2 separate regions of the Pan troglodytes genome follow, and region 2 is linked to region 1. The links are chromatin contacts, called in public Hi-C maps. All regions are on one chromosome and are shown on one strand. The core of a region is the stretch at or near the end of the contact, and the rest is flanking DNA. Distances in the headings are between cores, read along the strand shown.

What was found. Hi-C and Micro-C count contacts between places; a contact is called where the count stands out from the background.
Region 2: a contact with region 1 is called in a Hi-C map of induced pluripotent stem cells, with 1.6 times the contacts expected there. The contact joins the promoter of ARHGAP28 here to the enhancer-like site in region 1. A contact is called at or near these places in 2 of 7 Hi-C or Micro-C datasets (induced pluripotent stem cells and stem cell-derived neural progenitor cells), 1 of 1 datasets of contacts at active chromatin or transcription factors (stem cell-derived excitatory neurons) and 1 of 1 other capture datasets (stem cell-derived neural stem cells).

Annotation. Positions count from the first base shown.
Region 1 is chr17:24,014,832-24,018,656 of NHGRI_mPanTro3-v2.0_pri, reverse strand. It overlaps ARHGAP28 (Rho GTPase activating protein 28), which reads left to right. Exons shown (of 19, transcript XR_001711230.4): 11 at 3,406-3,568. Among named protein-coding and RNA genes, the nearest start is that of ARHGAP28, 150 kb to the left of the region's middle. Within about 2 kb of position 1,841, at least 4 of the 24 cell types and tissues checked have an H3K27ac peak or open chromatin away from gene starts, as enhancers often do. A contact at or near this core is called in induced pluripotent stem cells and stem cell-derived neural stem cells, where this site is marked.
Region 2 is chr17:24,164,222-24,168,046 of NHGRI_mPanTro3-v2.0_pri, reverse strand. ARHGAP28 (Rho GTPase activating protein 28) reads left to right here and starts at 2,110. Exons shown (of 19, transcript XR_001711230.4): 1 at 2,110-2,390.

The DNA.
Region 1 (3,825 bases), core at 592-3,091:
TAATCTAGATGTTTTCATGGTTTGAGCCCTAGGAAGGCCAATATGAAAGAAATCTGGGCAAGTGAACAGAAACCGGGAAACACTGCAGTTAGAAAGACATTGAAACGTGATGCATTAAAGGGTTCTTTATTCCTCTCCTTTATTAAAACTTTTTATTTAAACTACCTCCTTTTTTGTAATTCATCCACTAAACTACTAAAAACTCCATTATAATTATCCTCGGATTGAACCAAATCGATGATACCAGCCCTGTGGTCCGCTAGTGTATCATTACTATGAACGGTCTGGCCTGGCTTTGTGCTTTAAATGCTTGGGGAGGCTGACAGGGGAGCAGCCCTGGGAGGAAGCTGCTGGTTTTAGCCAAACAGGGAACACGCAGCTGTGGAGCCAAGTCCCAGACTTGAGGCCTCAGCTCATTTGGAACCAATTTAATGCTTTGGTTGGTGTTTGCAATGATTTTCTTTTCAAAAATGACAGAAATTTGAGCCAAACACCGGGGAATATATTTTATGGAAAGAGGCAGACTGTTTGACATGCGAGATTTTCTTTTTTGACTAGTTTGAATCATTCCAAGGCTGTTCTAAATGTTTTATAATTACCTCACCTGGCTTATTTAGGCTGGTCATTTGCATTTGTATAAAACTACCTCCAAAATAGAGGCACATTGCATTTTTGCTGAAGGGAGATTTAATGACAAGACTTCTCATCCTTGCCTAGTCAGGGGTCAGAAAAACAGGGCTTCTGAACCTCTAAGTGCTCCCCATCTTTGGCAAGGTAAACTCATACCCGGTTGACGTGGTTTCACATTGGGGCCACCACAGAAATGTCAGCTCTGTTCAGAACCAAAAAAAGACATTATTTCTCTCAGTGTTGCTTTATACTAGCCATCCAGACAATATGACGCGGTATTATTCCCTAAACAGTCACGCCGCATACGCGTGGGATTCCCATAGTAATGATACTGCAGGTTAGAATAGACCTGAGAGTGGGGGAGGGGCGAGCAGCCAGTGCGGTGTTTATTGAGAGCTGTCAGCATGGCAGGCCCTGCCCTGTGAGCTCTACATGATATTATTTGTTTTGATCTTGGGAATGTCGTTTTAATATTCCATTGTACATTGAGAAGCTTGAAGCACAGACCATAACCTAGTCAGTTGCTGAGTTCGGATAAAAGCCTAAAGGATCTGGTTGTAGCACCTGCCCTTGACCCTGGTGCCCTGTTGCCCCTTAGGTGACTGGGAACTACTCACAGGTTAGGACGGCCACATTTGTGATTCAGATAGATTCCTTTGCAGAGGTATGTGGAAAATGAATTTGAATTCTTCTCCTCTCGCTGGTGCTTCCTGTGCACTTGGAAAACAATGTCCCCTTTGCTTTACTGCAGTGGTACCAGGCGACTGATGGGAAATGCTTACTCCTCCTCCTGTGTTTTTCCTGTTAACAACACTGCCATCTGCCCATTACAAATCAGATGGAAATCGTCTTGGAAAATCATCTCGGATGATTATTTCTCCCTTTGAGTCTCATATTCAATCCATCACTGATTCTTGAGAATTTTCCCTCCTGGGCATTTCTTCAATGCCTCCTCTCCTTTCTATCCTACAACTGTTTATCCAGATTAGTCCTTAGTTATCCCTCCCTGGAAGTGGTGCTGTGGCTTGATAACTGGGTTCTTTGCCTGTCACTTGCTTCCACCCACCCGACCTATGCCAAGCTCCACGCTCCCCCAAATCATTTTTCCATCTGGCTGTCAGAAAAGACAAATCTACCCTTGCCATTCCCGTGCTTAGAGATGTTCCAGGCTGCCTCATTGCCTACAGCGTGAAGGCTAGTCCCCTTAGCACTGGCGCTCGCTGCTCTCCAGCCTTGTTGCTTGCCCTAGATGCGCCAGCAAGGCTGAATGAACTGGAGTTCCCCAGACACACTGGATCTGCTGGCATTTGTGTCACTGCTTGAGCAGGATCCCCTTCTATTTCCTATTCCCTGTAATCCTCAAGACTTGCCCCTAGCAGAGTTTGACTCCTCTCTTTCCTGGCTGCATAGCACCAATACATGACTTTTCTTATAGCATGTGCACTCTAAATTAGTCGTATCAGCTCATGAAATAGTCCCACCCACTAGATTACAGGACACCGAAAGGCAAAGAATGGATCTCATGCATCCTCTTTTCAGAGCCCACTCTATCTCTTTCATTTTAGGAAGAACTTTATATTTATGCTTAAGGTTTTGTAAAGTGTATTTATCACCAGAGGGTTTCTTGATTAGCCAAAGTATTCCTATAAGATTGAAAGCTTCTCCAGGGCAAGATGAAAATCTCCTTTTGATCTTATCAGTAGAGGTTAGAGGGTGCATCAGAATCATGTGTATCTCTGCAAGAAACTTGTGCTGCCAGGGACCTCCAGTTTTCAGGCTCTGGGAGCCAAGAGAGTGATTATGTCTGGCTGGTTAATGAGCTAATCCTTATTAGGAAAAGGTCAGATGTGCACACTGACTCTGGCTGTGCATGCTCAAGGCCAGAAGAATTAGGCTTCTCATGAGAATAAAGCAGAGGTCTTAAAGAAACAGAGCTTTTAGAGTTCCCTTTCTAAGTATCTTTTCTGGAGCAGTTAGTGTCAGCTGGGAGACTGACTATAACTGCTGGCATTATAGGTAAACCTTGTAGTTCAAAGGAGCAGTAAAAAATGAGTTTGCCTTTGAAAAGAAACATGAAGCCTGAGTGGCATTGATAATCAGATGAATTCATAATGTAAAATTTGTTAGCCAAGTAGAACTTACGGAGGCTTAGAGGTTTTTTTAAAAGTATTTGCACAGTGTTCCAAACCTTACAAAGGATTGGGCAAGCATGCAAACATGTGGAAGGCATGTGTCTGTCTTGGAATAAAACTTCGCTGTCACTGCTCCAGGAAGATGTCATAGGTTTGCATGTTGCAGCGAGGTCAGAGTTACTTTATTGGGATATTTCTCATTCTGTTTGTGAACTGGCTGAGAGGCAAACCTTCTTGATCTAATTTAGAAACAGAAGAGAGGATGGCAGAAGGGATTATGAAAAGAGGGGGAACGGAGACTTTGTCAGAATCTAACAGTGTATTTATCATGTGGGAATAGTGGTATTCTGCCAAAACCACAGAAATGAAACTGTGATCAGAGTAGAGAACTTCTATATTTGTGTAGAATTAGAAAATTATTTCAAGATCAACATTATTTTTTAAATATTTTAGAAAATTGTTTTTAAAAATTCATCCTCACATAGCTATTTACCTTAATCATGTTGAAAAAAATTACTCTTGGTAGACATTACTTTACCAGTCTGTTTACAAAAACAGTTTATATAAGAACAGTTTTCGAAGGGGAAAATGGGGTCAGGTGGTAAAAATGCATTGAATACTGACTGTTTTCCTTGATTTACAGCAATACCGTGAAGAACTTGATGCCAAGTTTAATGCTGATAAATTTAAATGGGACAAAATGTGCCATAGAGAAGCTGCAGTAATGTTGAAAGCGTTTTTCAGAGAACTACCCACCTCTCTCTTCCCTGTGGAATATATACCTGCCTTCATCAGTCTAATGGAAAGTAAGTGGAAGACGTTATATGTGAATATGCTAAGATATAAGGTCAATAAAGTGAGAGCAGAAGAGAGATGCTGAATCAAATGTGCTCATGTATAGATTTGCTGTGTCCTGACAGTGCTTGGTGGAATATTAAGTTTGATGGCAAACAGTCACCTACTTACATACTTATATACTTAAGCCTGGTTTAGGGTTTTATAATCATTAAAAGGCAGAGGGGTTTGCAGAAAGACCAGGCTCTTGAGATTTGGATTCCTGTGC
Region 2 (3,825 bases), core at 861-3,360, 150 kb before region 1:
AGAAAAATAAAAGAAGAATGTTCCATGCCCAGAAAAAGTTCCACTACTATAATTCCTTATGGTAATTCTAAAATTCTGTAAGATAAAAATTACAAGCTTTTATGAGGTTTGGTGCCAAAACTTATTGGGTGATAAACCTAACCTGAACAAACGTGAGGCTATCTATAGACTTTATCCTACGCAAAGTCAATATTCATTTTTTTTGTTGCAGAAATAATACACTTAAATGTACAGTACTGTCCCAAATTTACTGGGCTGAGGGTTTTTATATTAAATGGTGCATGTATCAAATTATCATTTAAAAATAAAAGGTGAATATAATTTCTGAAATGTATCTGTTCCCAAGGTTTTAGATGAAGAATTGTGGATATATATATCAATACCTACCGTGGTTTTTTAACTTCACATTTTAAGAAGGTATTGTCTTAGTTTTATGCATTGGCATAAAGCACAGTAAATAAACAGATGCCTCTTTTTATCTGAAAATTTTGGAGAATAAAGCATTCTTTGTATGTCTTTTCCATACACTCATGCTTAGTAAGTTTCTTTGTCCATAAAATTGGGATAATAATACTACCTGCCTCATAGAATTGTTTAAACAGCTAATGTACACCATCTAACACTAAGTATGTTAGCAAATTTAGTCATTATTATCTCACCCCTTTAATTAATAAAACATTTTAAAAAAGCATTTTGGATGAAAAACTTGTTTTCCCAACCTCTGAAAGTGCAATGAAAATAAATGTGTCCCTTCTTGTTGAATGTAAAGAGCAAAGAGTACCCCCATTTCTTGAAAACCTAATATGTACTTGTTGCTTTAATCCCACGAGATGAACGTTATTTTCCCCATTTCACAGATGCAGCAACAGAGATTCCGAGATGTTAAGTAGCATGATCAAGTTGCCCTCCAGTAAGGGATAGATTAACTTGTCTTTCCACTTCATCTAGCTCCTAGAGATGCACGGAAGAGACAGCAGATAAAGCACATTGTCCGTGTGAGTAAAACATTCACGTGGGCCTCTTCCTAGGCATACTTCTGGTTACTTTTTAATCAGCTATAAGAATGTTGTTTTTCCATTTGTGCTATTAGTCCTATGTGGATAAGGACATACTTCAGACTCAAGATTTCTAATGATGCCCCTTTTAATCTACCTCGAACCAGTCCCTACATCGTCCCCCACCAACAGTAACTTCTGGAAATAACATCCATTTGGCTTATAATAATAAAGTCTAATTTTCAGACAAGCTGCAAACGGTATCTGTTAATGTGATCATGATTGGGAGGAGGAAAGGGATGTGAGAGTGAGGTAAGAGTCTGGTAGTGGCGCACTGAGGGTGTGGGAGGGAAGCGTTCCCTTGCTGTAAAAGGGGATTACCTGACCCAAAAGGAAATCAAGTTTATTGTAACTTGACTAAGTAAACAGCAATGTAATCCAGTTCTTCAATTTTTGATGTGGATGCTTTAAATGAGAGAGTGTCACATTTTCTCCTTTTCTTCCCCAGAGCACACATATCAAACCTGGCCTCTCTCCTCAGCCTGAGGTATGGTTTCTTAGTCTCACTCCTCGCAGCCAGGCAGGAAATGTTCCCAGCCACAGGATAAGCCTCCAGTTGGAAGAGGGCTGGGAGGGGGAGTGAGAAAAGGAAAAAAAAAAGAAACAAAGAAAAACAAACTTTACTAGAGCCGCTAGCAGGAGCCCCAAAGGATCCCGGCCGGTTTCCAGTTTCCTAGAAGCGGGGATCACACCTCCCCGCGCACTCCCGACACATGCGCGCGCACGCACACACAGGCGCACACACACAGGCACACACACAGGCACACACAGGCGCGCGCACACAGGCACACACATGGACACAAGGGCGCGCACACACAGGCACAAACACACAGGCGCGCACACAGGCGTGCACACGTACACAGGCACACAAACAGGCACACACAGGTACACACACAGACACAGGCACAGACGCACGCACACACACAGGCACACAAACAGGCACACACAGGAACGCGCGCGCACACACACACACACACACACACACGCACTATGCCCGCCCCCACTCCAGCCCGTGGGCGTGGTTCCCAGCGTCTGCGAATTCGCGCGCCCGGGGCGGGGCGGGCCTGCCCGGGGGCCCCTGACAGCCGCGGGAGAGAGCGCCTGGTCGCACCTCGGGCCGCGCCGCCCAGCTGCTGACAGCCTCCCGGCGCGCCGGTCCATGCTGGTCCCGGTCTTTGTTCTGGGGCCGGCGCCGAGACATGCGCGGCTGACGATGGAGGTGGAGGACTCGGGCGGCGTGGTGCTGACCGCCTACCACTCGTACGCCCGCGCCCAGCCCCCCAACGCCGAGTCGCGCTGCGCGCCCCGCGCCGCAGCCAGCCACCCGCTCAGCAGGTACCCGGAGCCGCTCCCACCAGGGCGGCGCAGTCGCGCTGGGCTTGGGGGGTTCGCCGTGCAGCTGCGCCTTCTGCCTGAGCGCACGACCGCCGTCACTGGATGTTGTTTCAAGTTTTGGTGGACTAGATGAGTGAGCCTGGGGTTCTTTGCACTGTCTTTGACTGGAGGTGGGAAACGCTCGAAGGCTCCACCAGCCTGGGCTGAAGTCGTTGGCTAGCAGAGATTAGCAGCAGGATTGCATTCTTGATACGATTTGAGGATAAGTCATGTATATCTCATTTCGGCCAAAGTTGCCTATAAAACATCGGGAAATTAAAAAATATTCCAAATGAAACACAAGCAGCACATGAAAAGAAAACAGTAAATGAATAACCCTAAATCCTCAGAATACTCCTTTTGAGAGCTTGTTCAGTAACTGCATGCCTGGTTTAAAATTTAGGTTGAGAAATTCTCTAAAAAGTACACCTCAATAGACTTTTAAAGACAATTTTATTTCTACATGTTAAAGCCTTTCAATTGTATAAAGGCATTGGTGTCGTTATTTGATTACTGCTAATGTCAACTCTATGCTGTCAATGCAATTATATTTCCTTTTGGTCAAAAGAAGTCTATAAGCATCTCATCCTGTACATTTCAGATTTAATCAAGGATCTATGTTAAATTACTCTATCAGTGATCATCCATTTGATGCAAGATCAAGGCCAGTGAGACTTTCATTAACTGAAACAAAAACGTTTAAGTGGGTAGACAAAAGTATTATGATGAGTGAGATGGTTAGATATTTAATACATATTTGGGGGAAGTTTTATTTGTGTAAATGTGACTATCTGATCCACCGACGAGTGCTTTTCTTTACAAGGGGGCAGTTTGAGTGGTGTGTTTTCATCATGTTTATTTTTAATCATTTCTTTTATCTCATACTTTTAACTTTAGTTGTGCGATAATTACTTCTGTTTCCTAATTTAATTGATTGTGATTTTAATTGATTTCCTAATTAACAGATTGTGACTTTATTTCAAGGAATATCTTTTTGGCTAGTATCCATGAGAAGAACAAAGTACATTGGCAAGAGATCTATGTTGGGCTTGGCTAACAAAGAAAATGTTGTTTCTTTCAAAAACAGCAGGTTGAGTGAAATCTCATTTTTATATAAAGACAGTGGGAAAATAACATTTTTTTTCCAGCTTTAGGAGTTGTGCATATACTTTTAAAGGCTGCTCGAAGATATAAACTGGCATTTGTCTTTAGGGTATTTTCTTTTCTAAACATAATTATTGGCTGTAAGTACTCAGATTATGACTAACTATAAATATATATATATGTGTGTGCGTGTGTGTGTGTGTGTGTGTGTTTTGATGAAAAGCATGGGCCAAGTTTGTCCATTTCTTAAACGGTTCTAGTGTAGCTGTCCTGTCTATAATTCCCAGCAGCT